Linked DNA regions of Rattus norvegicus: all the other regions are linked to region 3. A link is a contact called in public Hi-C data. All regions are on one chromosome and are shown on one strand. Each heading gives the region's core, a stretch centred on a gene start, on an enhancer-like site or on the middle of the called end of the contact. The rest is flanking DNA. Distances are from core to core; before and after follow the strand shown. Region 1 has its middle 240 kb from the start of Trnaa-agc37. Region 2 has its middle 140 kb from the start of Trnaa-agc37. Region 3 holds the start of Fzd8 (frizzled class receptor 8).

What was found. Hi-C and Micro-C count contacts between places; a contact is called where the count stands out from the background.
Region 1: a contact with region 3 is called in a Hi-C map of Schwann cells, with 6 times the contacts expected there. The contact joins the enhancer-like site here to the promoter of Fzd8 in region 3. A contact is called at or near these places in 3 of 12 Hi-C or Micro-C datasets (the A7r5 cell line, Schwann cells and liver).
Region 2: a contact with region 3 is called in a Hi-C map of liver, with 5 times the contacts expected there. The contact joins the enhancer-like site here to the promoter of Fzd8 in region 3. A contact is called at or near these places in 3 of 12 Hi-C or Micro-C datasets (kidney and liver).

The regions. Positions count from the first base shown.
Region 1 is chr17:61,652,883-61,657,102 of GRCr8, reverse strand. No RefSeq gene overlaps it. Among named protein-coding and RNA genes, the nearest start is that of Trnaa-agc37, 240 kb to the left of the region's middle. Within about 2 kb of position 1,517, at least 1 of the 93 cell types and tissues checked has an H3K27ac peak or open chromatin away from gene starts, as enhancers often do. A contact at or near this core is called in Schwann cells, where this site is marked.
Region 2 is chr17:61,749,743-61,754,320 of GRCr8, reverse strand. It overlaps the pseudogene Nsfl1c-ps1. Among named protein-coding and RNA genes, the nearest start is that of Trnaa-agc37, 140 kb to the left of the region's middle. Within about 2 kb of position 2,945, at least 3 of the 93 cell types and tissues checked have an H3K27ac peak or open chromatin away from gene starts, as enhancers often do. A contact at or near this core is called in kidney and liver, where this site is marked.
Region 3 is chr17:62,008,493-62,012,789 of GRCr8, reverse strand. Fzd8 (frizzled class receptor 8) reads right to left here and starts at 2,796. Exons shown (of 1, transcript NM_001044251.2): 1 at 1-2,796. The coding sequence starts at 2,556. The coding sequence ends at 502.

The sequences.
Region 1 (4,220 bases), core at 268-2,767, 350 kb after region 3:
TACATCCTCACCCCTGAGTTTTTCTTCTGGTGTTATGCTCTGATTGGATATACCATTATATACCTATACAAATTCCTATACTTATATACTTATATTGTCTATCTATCTATCTATCTATCTATCTATCTATCTATCTATCTATCTATCTATCTATGTGTGGTGTGTATATATATTATGCATATATATATGGATGTCAGGATGGATTAGTCTAAATATGAATATATAAATAATTTTTTTGTGATATGTAACATGGTGCATATGTGACAGTCAGGGGACAACTTGCAGGAGTCAATTTATTCCTTCCTCCATGTGGGTCTCTGGGGTTGAACTCAGGTCATCAGGCTTGACAATAAGTGTTTTTACCTGCTAAACCATCCACATCCTTAGAAGATACTCTCAAAACAAACACTGTAAGAACATTATCACAAAACCAAGTGCAATTGGATGGCTGGTGTTTCACACCATTAGGTATGAATGACTGAGGACTCTGCTGTCTGCACAGCAACACCCAAGGTGTAAGAGGTGTGAGAACAGACACATCCTGAGAAGCTGCTATAAATTGTTGCTTTAAAACAAAACAAAAACAGTTTTCACTTTAAACTAAGTCGCCATTTGCTCTCTTACTGGGGTTGTCTTATCCCAGACAGCACTCTGCAGAATGGGGACGCTCTCACAGGCTGATACTTAACCAGATGATGAGGAAAGATGTGCCAAGACCAACATCCTGCAACAAAGAAAGGGATAAGGGAGGGAGCAGAATGTTACTTCATTGTGTTTTGATGCTGACATTTCTCCAGAGGAAACACATGGCAGGAGGGGACTGTAAAGGACTGTCCCTAGCCTGGAGTAGTAGTTTAGGAAGTAAGCAGCAGGACAAGACTGTGATCTCAGAACCAAAGTTGGAAAAAATATCAAGGCCATGGTGGCACACACTTAAAACACCAGTGCTGGGGAGGTAGAATCAGGGGGATCTCTGGGGTATTCACCCAGCCAGTTTAGCCTCCTAGACTGTTCCTGAGGGATGACTCCGTTCTCCATACCCATATGTACACATGTGCAGATGAACCAGCACACACGAATGCACAGTATGTGAACATATACATAAACACAAAGGAGTACAAAAGACTGCCTTTTTAAAACTACCTTCAGACAGAAGACTGCCTGCTACAATTTGGAAATTTGCTTTCTAGCTTCTGGAAATAAACCATTTGAGACATTTCACAGTCGCTAGCTCTGCTTTTTCTCTCCTTGAAGTTGGCAGCTGTTCCAGTGCACACTTGTCTGTCTCCTGCATGACTGCTATTAGAATGGCCTCATGAATGGGCCACCCTTGAAGGCCGAGAAATGAAGTTTGATGAATATTCTCTTTCATTGTCTTATTCTGTAGAACCGGCTGGTATGGAATTCTTTCTAAAGCCCCACCCTGGCCATAAACTAATGGCTGTTACTTGTCTCAGCCTCATACGTGCTGAAAATATAGGCATGAGCTATTTTGTGAGTTTCTTCATTGCCTTGAAATTTCCAGTTCTCTGAACAAAGGATCACATTCATCCTGGATTTAGCCTCACCAATCATTTAGCCAGAATGAGTGGCAATGAACATTTGGCCAATGCCATCTGCAGTTTCTGCACACAATATTCCCAATGAAAATTCAGAATATTTATGAGATTTGTGTGTGTGTGTGTGTGTGTGTGTGTGTGTGTGTGTGTGAGAGAGAGAGAGAGAGAGAGAGAGAGAGAGAGAGAGAGAGAGAGAGAGGACTTCTTGGTAGTGACACTGTCACTGTTTTTGACTTGATGGTCTTGTATCCCCTGGAGTTGGAGTGTCCTCTCCCTCAAATCTGACTAGATCCTCCCTCACCCACTCACTTCCACATCTCTCTCTCTCTCTCTCTCATTCTCTCTCTCTCTCCAGGATGATATTGTATATGTATGTGTGTAGATACATGTGGAAGCCAGAGGTTAACAATGACTTATCTTCCTTTATTGTTTTCTTCCTTATATTTTGAAGTCTTTCACTGAACTCTGATTTGGTCAGTGTGCCTGGCCAGAAACTTAGGGATCCTCTTGTTTCTGCTTCCCCACTTCAAGGATCACAGGCAGGCAGCTCCAAACTCACATAATTGAACTGAGGGTTGCTTTCAGGCCTTCATGCCTTTTTGGCAAGCACTTTAATGTCTGTGCCATCTCCTGGGCTGAGATTAATCCCTGGCAGATAGGAGGGTATTTTGAGATATCTAATGACTCATGCTCCCTGAGATTTAAACTAACTGCTCTTATGCACCATATTTACCATAACGGATCTCTGCACATCTTGCAGGCAGCTCCATGGAAGGGAGTCCTTCCCCAGTAATTGTCACTTTTTATGTGTTCTTGGTGAGGGGACAGGTGACACTTGCAGGTTTCATTAGAATGCCTATGACCTCTGAGATAGGGATTAGATTCAGAGATGCAACAATGGAGGGGAAACTCTGAGAAGTCCTATCACTTCAGTGAGTACAGGCCCATGGGCAGAGTAAATTGGGAAGTACCTTTAGAAATATCTGTAGAGGGGCTGGAGAGATGGTTGAGCGGTTAAGAGCACTGACTGCTCTTCCAGAGGTCCTGAGTTCAATTCCCAGCAACCACATGGTGGCTCACAACCATCTGTAAAGAGATCTGATGCCCTCTTCTGGTGTATCTGAAGACCGCTACAGTGTACTTATATATAATAAATGAATAAATCTTTAAAAAAAAAGAAAGAAAGAAATATTTGTAGAGGTGTAAAAGAGATCTGGAGTGCCATGCTCGGGGAGTGGCATGGAGAATACAGAAGGTATCCACAAATTCTGTAGCCTTTGAGCCAAACCTAAAAGCCTAGCCTGCAACTCAAGTGTGGGAGTCATAGTAATGTTGCCTTCTCTTGGCATTCACACAATGTACAGAGAATTTAGACATCTATATGTGATTATGAAGGATGCTGAGTTTCTGAGGGGTTATTTTATGAGTGGAGGCTGGACAAATGATGAGTGTGATCACTTGCTCAGAATGGAGGGTGAGGACTGGGTAATAGACTACACTCATGGTGACAACTTGCAAGGGGAGTGTGTACTGTGACATTTGTTGGGGTAGAAGTCTTGGTTCACATCTGGACAAACCACACCAGGACAACACAGTTCCATGTTGAGAGGTTTAATGAAAGGGTAAAACAAGGGAGAGTAGAGAAGAGTAGAGAAGGAAAGGAATAGAGTAGAGGCTGGCCATGAGCACATGAAGAGAAGGGGGAGGGGAATGAGTAGAGAAGGGACAAAGGGACAAGAGAGCAAGAGCAAGAGAGTGAGGAGGTGGCAAACAGCCCCCTTTATAGTGTTAGGCATGCCTGGCTGCTGCCAGGTAACTGTGGGAGTGGTGCTTAGACAGAATGCTAACATTCCCTTGTTTTGGTTTAATTAAGAAAGAAAAATTAGAAAGGTGATGGTGGTACAGGAATAGGGTCAAAAATGGAGCAGGAATAGGGCCGTTGTGATCTCTGACTGCTTCATGCTTGTTTTGGGGCGACATGTCTCTAGGGAACCTAGAAAAGTGGGTATGGGACTTTTGTTCAGTCCTAGGAGAGTTGGCTGTTTTCTTGTTGTCCAGGGTCTGTGGAAGCATCCAAGGATAGGTCAGAAGGAACAGGTCCAGTAGAAGTGTCTGTGTCTGTGAGAGGAGATTGAACATCTGCGGGTCACTTCTCTGGAACTGTCCTGGGTGTAGTAAGTGCCTGGACTTGACAAGATGCTGAAATATATACACACATATATCATTTGTAGAGATTAAGCACATTTGGAAGAAAATATTTTCTTAGATGTACAGAGGAATCCCACCCTCTGGAATAGGTAGTAAGTAGGAACTTTAGGCAGATGAACTTATCTGGGCGGAGTCCATGAGAGGTAGGTCTGAGTGGGTTTCCTGTAGCTAATAAGTTTACAAAAGATATAACAACATGAGTTAACAATATGAACATTCTTTAAGATGAAGTTTTTGTGGAGCAGAAGGAACAAGAATTTGTGATTACAGTTGGATCATATAGTGGTGAGTTTAACAAGAAGAGGAAATATGAAACATTTAACCAATCGTGGAAAGTCAAGCTATAAGATTGAGTAATGTACCAAAACTCAGTGGAATTAGAGGTATAGGAACCCAGTCTGCTTTCTATCTAAAAAAGTTCATTACCTGGATCAAGGGTTTTACTGTTATCTG
Region 2 (4,578 bases), core at 1,696-4,195, 260 kb after region 3:
ATTCATGATACTATTAACCTGGACAGAGAGATACTGATTTTACTAATCTTTTTCAACAGTCAGCTTTTGTTTTTTTTGTGTGGATTATTCCTATCTATCTGTTACTTTTGACTTCCTTTATTTGTGATCCATTTTTTATTGTCTATTTTGTTTTAGTTTGAACCTAATTTTCTCTCTTTTATTTTAGTGCTCAACTTACAGTAAATATTTATTATCTATAACAAACTAATCTTTAAAATAAAAGGATCCATGGTTATCATGTTACTTGGTACAACAAGGGATAAAAATGTCAAGAATTTCCAGTATTTGCAAGGCAAGTCTAGTTTCCTGAAATTTTATTTATATGAGAAAGTACTAATTTCTTCACTTAAAAGATTGGATTTCAGAAGGAACAGAGTTCTAGGTAGGTGTCAGTTGTTGATTTCTCTCAATACTTTTCTTCACTCTAGCCTTTCTTGAGGCTTGTTTCCTTGGAATGAATTGGGTACAATTTTTAGCTGTGGTCTTCTAGAGGAAGGTATTATTGCCTCCCCTAGGTTTTTTTTTTTCTTTGCAAGATTTGCTAGTGTATGGATTTATGGAGTTTGAATTTCATAAGCCTCTGGGTAGTCTCCCCCAACCCCACATATTCTATGAATTGCTGTTTTCTGAGCTTCTTTGATATATCCTGTGTGTCTGAGATCAATTGGAAGGAATTCTAAATTCTTATTCATTATTTTTTCTTCAAATTTTTGTGTTTTTATTTTTTTCTCTTTAAAATCTATTGATCACCACAAAATCCCAGGAAGTATAACTAAAGAGAACACGAATGTTCAAGAATCCAGAGCTACGGACAAGACGAGGCACTGGAAGGGCTAGGGGTTGGGAAGTAATTCCCATGGGCATGACTTCAGTCATGGGAGACACACAGGGAGGTGAGGCAGCAGCTAGGCGGTTATGTTAACCACCAAATGATGACAGCGATGACAGTGCAAAGAAGATTGGCTTCCTTTAGAGTTTGGTTCTCATCAGCCAACTTTTTGTTAGGGAGGTCGTGATAAGGACAAAACTGGTGGCAGCCATAGCTGGCCGGGCATACATGATGAAGAGTCCATTGTCGCTGATCCTGTGACTGTGGTTGAATTTCTGCACCAGCCTCCCACCATCTACAAGCCAGATTTGAATGTCCATGGTGGATTCTGCCTCATTGATTAATATGGACAAGTTAGCTTTGGTTTCATTTTCTGCTTGCTGGTTTGGAGAGCTGGTGTTTAATACTAAGGGGTGGGTGAGGGGAGGGCGTGCTGTCCACTTTCTGGCCCTCACCGGTGAAGGCTTTGAAGGCTCCCTTGGGCTTCACGAAGTCCTCATCTCTATGATCCTCCATATCCAAAGCCACTTGCCCAGTGTAAACTAACCTCCAAAGCTCTACAGAAACTTCCGCTCTACGGATAGACTCCAGGAACTGAGCATTGGCTGGGTCTCGGCCGCTTCTAAGGTTGTCATTATCTAAACTGAATCTAGTTTTCCAGGGCTTTAGCACTACATGAACATCCTGGCCTGAATCCTTTCTCCTGCCACATAGGCAGACCTTTCCTCTGGTGCTGCTCCAAGGCGGTAGCCCCCTTCTGCAAACGGTCTCAGTTTACTGGTCTCTCCAGGGCTCTTGGTCACTCATTCCACAGCTACGGTCCCATGCTCTTTGGTACCCTTAAACAGATCATCCACCAGCTTGTTGGGACTTTTCTTCCTAGGGAGGTCAACAATTTGCTGTCTACTTCTTTCTGAGCCCTCAGCATAAAACCTCTGTCCCTCCTCCTCCTCCCCCCCCTCTTCCTCCTACCCCCCTCCTCCTCCTCCTCCACCTCCCCCTCCTCCTCTTCCTCCTCTTCCTCTTCACCTTGGTCATGATCGAGGTCTCTGAAGGATGTTACTCTATTATCACTAGGAGCTGTGCCTCTAGACATTAAACTTGGGTTTGCCTGTGAAATGGTCACAATGTCTTCAGCCCCTGCATCCTCATAAAAGCTTGCAAGTACAATCTGCAGGTCCCAGCCAGCTGACTCCAGGAAGAAGACAGGCCTGTCCTCCTCAGTGCCCATCAACTCCACGAACTCCCTCAACACGACCTGCCGCTCTGCAGCCATGTTCACCCCCCTCTGGAGGACACTCTTGTTCATTATTGTTCTGACGACTTATTCTCTCTCTCCTTCTGTAACTTCTTTTTGTGCACTGCTTAAAACAATTGCATGTTTTTTGTGTATTATTTCTGTCGTTTTCAGAATTCCTTTGCTTTTAAATTTTAGAAATGTCCACTTGAAATTTGGAGGAATGGTATAGTTTATTTATTCAGTATTTGGTAGCATTCAGCAGTAAGCCCGATTTCCAAAATCCCAAAATAGCCTCAATTCATAGATTGTCCTCAGCCAAGACTAGTGCACTCATAAACAAGTGCCTTGGGCACTTAATTTTTGCTGTGATAATAGCATAGGATGTTCCAGAGAGGAATTGTTTAGAGATTTAAGCAGGAAGATTTACAAATTAAGTTATATTATTATGTCTAGTACTTGCCCTATGTTAACCTTGTGTAGCTGGAGTGGGGAGAGTCAGAGATAAATAAATTTGGTCATGAGTTAATAGATGGATATTGGTGACCCAATGTATGGAAATGTATTAAATTCACTGATTTTAAAAAAAATTTTGGAAATTTTCGTGATAAAAATTGAGAAGAGGCCCAGTGGGAGGGGGGACTCAGATTTTGAGGTGATTTGTAAGCTTTGTCAAGTGGCTCAAGTGTCTTCCTGTTTAGTGTCCTGCTCAGGAGCTGTGCCTTCTGCAAGGGCCTGCCTGAGTTAGCTCATTCCAATTGTCTGAAATTAGCTGTCTGTGGCTGCCACATAGCCCAGGGCCAGTCCCTGGTGTGTTGTTAATCAACTGCTAAACTGCCACAAAGTCCAGAGGTCACTGATCCCTCCTCACTCCTCGCAGTGCTATTGATTCCTGGAGTTGCTCCATGCTCGCTTGACCTCTCTAAATGCCCTGTGGCCTGTGCTTCCTGCCTCTCAAGATGTGTTGGCCTGCACCTCTTCTACCTTTGCTGCAGGGACTAGAATGTGGCGCCTGATAAGACACCAGAGCCACAGCAAGGTTCAAGGTTGGCACTTTTTACACAGGGCTTCCTTGCCCCTCTCTATGTAGTGCTTAGACTGATGCCTGGAATTCTTCAGAGCAATTGTTTTGGGGCTGTCGCTCTGAAGCCTCAGAGATGACCTTTCTACAGGCTGCATTATTTATGTCAGTCCTAAAGCTTCTCAAGGGAAGTGTGTTCTGGCCCCTGACAAAGATGACTGCCTCCTAACTGTCCTCAAAACATTTCCCTCCACTTCTCTCCAGTGAAATAATTTGATGAAGTTTGCTTTTTATTTCAGTTTCTTGAGAAGGTTTCATGTTTGAGGGACCAGAAAGAAGCACCTCTTTGGGGATTTACTGTATCTATTTTAAATAGGTTGAAAAATATGCCCTACAGATAGCGAGTATAATTTTCAAAGAAAAGTTCGTGAAGACTTGGGGGCAATGAATTACAGTCTTTACCAAGATATAAAGTTAGACAGATTGCATCAAGGAACTGGCACTTGTGGGGAGAGTTGTTGAGAGTCTGGCTATGGCAAGGCTGATGTGGGTCCACACAGTCTGTGGATTTTACAGTTAATTTGCATTTAATTAATGGATACTAAGCTGCACATAGAAGGTAGAGTGTGATGTTCTGGTCCATGTGAACTTTAGACAGGTTAAATGGAGCTAGCAAATGGTCTCTCATCTCACATACTTATTGTTTTATTTTTGGTAAGGGCATGTGACATCACTCTAAAGTAGATTCCTATTAGACACAACATACCCTGTACAGCTATATCCATGAGTAATACAGTTGGTCTCAACTGTACGACTGGGGCTTCATATCCATGGTCAATGCCTCCTCACTGGCACTTCTGAGCCTTCTGCTACACCTTGTCACAGGAGCCTTGTTAGTAACTATGTGGAAAGGCTTGTCTCCTAAGGTATACTATCAGAGGCAGTTGAGCCTCGAAGAATTGGAGGGCATTCTAAGAAGCTTAGGGACTGAGGATGTCCTGCAAAATGGATTGCGGAATTTCAGCTCTTGCCCTCTTTGTTCCTGCCTCACAAGTAGCTTTGCTCTACCACAAACTCTTTTCTTCAAATATGCATGTGCCCTCATTGCCAAAGAATTGGGGCAGAGACATGTGGGTTGCTGAGTTCTAGGCCAGCCTGATCTACATAGCCAGTTCAGACACATTCCGATATTATTCTCTCTGTCTCTGTCTCTGTCTCTGTCTTTCTCTCTCTCTCTCTCTCTCTCTCTCTCTCTCTCTCTCTCTCTCACACACACACACACACACACACACACACACACACACACAGAGACAGAGAGAGAGAGACAGGGAGAGAGAGAGACAGACAGAGAGAGAGAGAGAGAGAGAGAGAGAGAGAGAGAGAGGTAAACTTATTCTCAAACATATAAAACTTATTCTCAAACATATAAGTTCCCCAGAAATTCTTGGTTAAATCATTCTTTTTTGTGAA
Region 3 (4,297 bases), core at 1,547-4,046:
TTTACTTGGGGTGTATAATTAAGACATTTATTGTTTATTTAAGGCATCTGCCTGGTCATTAAGAATACCCAAACCGTGCAGTCCCACAAGGTAGCAGTTGTCCCTCCTCTAGGATGTATGAAGGGTTGAATTTATGCTGAAGAAGTCGAGGGTGAAGCAGTCCCTTGGGTGAAGTTTGTAGTGGTATTACCTCAAGACTCATCCAGGGTATCCAGGAGGGTTCCAACTATGCTAGCCCACTGAAACCATTGTCTAGGGTAGGCGCTCCGGAGCATCGGAGGGGAGGGGCTAGGTCTGGGAGGCTTCAATGCCAGGTACTTTGTTCTAAGGGAATCATTTAAGTCCCTGTGGCTAATGGATACCATTAAGAGTTCATTATCATGCTAATAGCAGTCAACACGGTGAAGGGGTGGGAACCCCGGCCGATCTGGGGTCCCTTCGCCGCCCTCGGGTTCTCCATCCCCCACCCCTCTCCGCCCCTTCTGGGCTTCCGTTCAGGGTTCAGACTTGGGACAATGGCATTTGCTTAGGGTAAGATACAGAGCTGGCCGTGCCAGACCGCCACGTCAGGCCGGTGCTGACGTCGCTGTAGAGGGATCCCCCACCTCCGCCGTGCCCCCCACCCCCACCGGGCCCGGGGCCACCGCCCCCAGGGCCGCTGCCTCCGGCGCCCGCGCCAACTGCAGCGCCCTTGCTGGCCCAGCAGCAGCGAGTACACAACGCACGCCAGGACTCCAGAGTCTTGCCGGACCAGACCCACACGCCTGATGTGATGCCCACCACTAGGCACATGAAGTACTTGAGCATGAAGACCGCGTAGTCGGGCCTGCGAGCCTGGTCTGGCTGCAGGTCGCGAAGGCATGGGCAGTTGTGCGTGGCCTCCCAGCGCGGTCGGTTGTGCTGCTCATAGAAAAGGCAGGCGACAACGACGGCGGCGGGCACCGTGTAGAGCACGGTGAAGAGGCCCAAGCGGATCATGAGCTTTTCTAGCTTGTGAGTCTTGGTTGGGCCTCCTTGTTGCTTGATGACTGAGCGGATTCGGAACAGCGACACGAAGCCAGCTAACAGAAACATAGTCCCAATGAAGAGGTAGATGACCAGTGGCGCCAGTACAAAGCCGCGTAGGTTGTCAAGGCTCTGGTTGCCCACGTAGCAGATGCCCGCCACCGGGTCGCCGTCCACGGAGCTGAGCGCCAGCACCGCTATGGACTTGACGCTGGGCACGAGCCACGCGGCAAGGTGGAAGTATTGCGAGTAGCCTGCTATGGCCTCGTTGCCCCATTTCATACCAGCCGCCAAGAACCACGTGAGAGACAGGATTACCCACCAGATGGAGCTAGCCATGCCAAAAAAGTAGACAAGGAGGAAGACTACCGTGCACAGCGCGGGGCCAGTGGTCTCATAGCGCACGTGCTGCTCCACTGCACCCAGCTCCTCGTACTCGCCGCGCGCGCCCGGGCTGCTCGCCCCCGCTCCCGCCGCCCCCGCGCCAGCGGTCGCCGCGCCGCCAGCACCCCCAGCTCCTCCTGCACCCGGCGCGCCGCCGCTGCAGGCCACTTTCTCGTGTCCAGCCACCAGGCGCACCAGGTACCCGACAGACACGAAGAGGTAGCAGGCAGAGAGGAATATAATGGGCCGTTCCGGGTACTTAAAGCGCTCCATATCGATGAGGAAGGTAGAGACAGTGGCGAAGGTGGAGACGAAGCAGAGCACCGACCACAAGCCGATCCAGAAGACAGTGAAGGCGCGCTCATCCTGGCTAAAGAAGGGGTTGTGGCAGGGCAGCGCACAGTTGGCGATCTGGCCGGTCTTGACGCGGTTGTAGAGCGGGTGGCGTTCGCTGGACACACTCACCATGGGCGCGCGGCACTGGCACCCGGGCTCGCAGGGAGCGGCGCCGCCACCAGGGGGCCTCGCCTTCCCGCCGCGAGAGGGGGGCGCAGCCGCCGTGTCCCCGCTGCCCCTACTGCTGCCGCCACGATGTGGGGGCCTGGCCCCTGGCGGGCGGCTGTGGCCGCTGCCGGAGGGCGGCTGCTCGCCAGGCTGCGGCGGCGGCAGGCGGCGCGGTGGGCTGGGCGCGGCCGTGGTGAGGTCGGTGCGGTTGTAGTCCATGCACAGAGTGTCGGGGTTGCCCTGCTCCGGCAGCCGATCGCAGCGCATTCGGTCAGGCCAGGCAAAGCCGTACTGGCGCATGAGCGGCGCGCAGCCGGCCTTGGCGCGTTCACACACAGAGCGGCAAGGCGGCAGAGGTTTCTTGTAGTCCTCCAGGCAGATGGGCGTGTACATGCTACACAGAAAGAACTTGAGGTCCGGGGAGCACTGGATCTCCACCAGCGGCCAGAACTGGTGTACCTCTAGGCCCGCCTCATCTTGCGTGTCGTGGTTGAACTGGTTGGGCATGTAGGTGTAGTTGTAACCGATGCCCTTGCACAGCGGCACTGTGATCTCTTGGCACGCCAGCTCCTTGGCCGAAGCCGCGGCAGCGCCGCTCGAGCGCTGTAGCACCGCCAAGGCGGCTAGTAGCGAGGTCACTTCCAACAGGTAACCCCACTCCATGCTGAGCGCCGGGACCCCAAGTCCTCCTTCTCCGGGCGCCGCGCAGAAGGGCTCTACGGTGAGGAACCTGAGTAAAGGGAGTGCAGGCGACCAGAAGGTCTTGTCCGGCTTTTCTCTGCCGAGAGGAGAATCTGCCAACAATTTATCTCCTTTTCAGGCAGCGTCTGTGGCAGCAGGGTCGGAAACCTAGGCAGGACTCGTCCGGCCCTCCCCCACGCCTCTCCTGGGGTGACCGCAGACGCGCCACAATTCCACAGGGTCTGTCCTGCGCCCTCTGAGTCGCACTCAGCCCTCCCGGAGCGGAGCGGTGGCCCCCGGGATCATTCTCCTGAGCTCCTGTAGGTCCTCCTGCAAGCTCAGACACTTCGTGTGGCTCCCAGCAGCGAAGGCTCAGAGGGCGCCTCAAGTTTCCTTTCTGGCTTCAGTCAAGATGGCTGTGTCTGGCCTCTAGACTCTCGGGTCAGACCTAGCGGCCCCTCTTCGGGCCCCGAGGGTTCATGTCCGTTCCAGGCCGCGCCGCCACTGCCAGAGTTCCGGGCCCTCGGCTGCTCAGGCCGCCGCCTTCTCACTCCTGCGTCGGTCCTCTTGCATCTGCAGCCACCAAAAGTCCGAGCCGCGTTCTGGCCACAGTCGGGCAGGGTGCAGGACGTGCTTTCTTGCTAGACCGACAAACAAATCCAGAGCAAAAGACAGAGGGGACACCTGAGCACCGTAGTCCCAGCCTCCTCCTCCTCCACAGGAGCTGCGCCCTTCGCCTAACTTCCCGGCTTTAGTCAGCTAGCGCCTCCAGGCCGGCTCATGAATATTTATACAGCCTGCATTTGGTCTCCTCCCTCTTCTGCTTCACCAATCCCTGCGCAACGGGGCGGAGTATCTGCGTTCTCAAGGCTCTGCCTTCCTTAAGGAAGTCCGTAGTTTTGGGACTGCTTTCCTAGCTTTGGGCGGATGGAGAGTTTGTTTTTGGTCACCATGGGGTTGACCACACGGATTGAGCATTTACTCAGACTGTCCCCAAAGAGTTCAGCGCTTCAGAGGTCTTGGTCGCATTTCTCCGAGTCTGCTCCTGGGATCTCTCCCAGGAGAGATCTCTGGAATCACCTTCCAGGGCTCTCTGAGTCAGTCTCTTGCTCCACAGACAATATCTGCGGGGTCTAGATGGTCTTGGAAGCACAGCTAGGGCTCCAAGGCTGGTCCAGATCCAGAGCTAGGGCATTTCAGGGAGAGATTTCCTCTTGGTAGTCTCATAACGAGGGCTTTTCGGACTTGGCGACTTGGTGAGATAGTAGTGAGACTTCTATTGGGGCTAGATGACCAGGTTTGGCCAAGACTGCTTGGTAGCCCTTTCCGAGTGCTAGGAGCGTGGTACATAAGTGTCCATTGCCGCATGACCTGTGGCACTTCAGTTCCTTACCTAGAAAGCGGGAGTGATCAAGCCAGATGTCATTTGGGAGGTTGATTTTTTTGGATGGGATAAAATACATAAATATATGAAAGACGTAGATCAGTTTATCCTTTCAGACACAAACATAAGCTTACCAATAAGACACACTGACTACTGCCACTGCATTCCCTACCCACGTGCTACTTTTAAGACATACACACACTCATCTACATAAAAACTTAACATGTGTTTTTGTCTGTGCCTCCCTTTCTGCTGTGAGAGGCGGGGCTGCGTGCTGTACTCAACACCCAGAACCAGAGGAGCGTTCAGCTGCTGCCAGCCCTTTCAGCGTCCACCTTA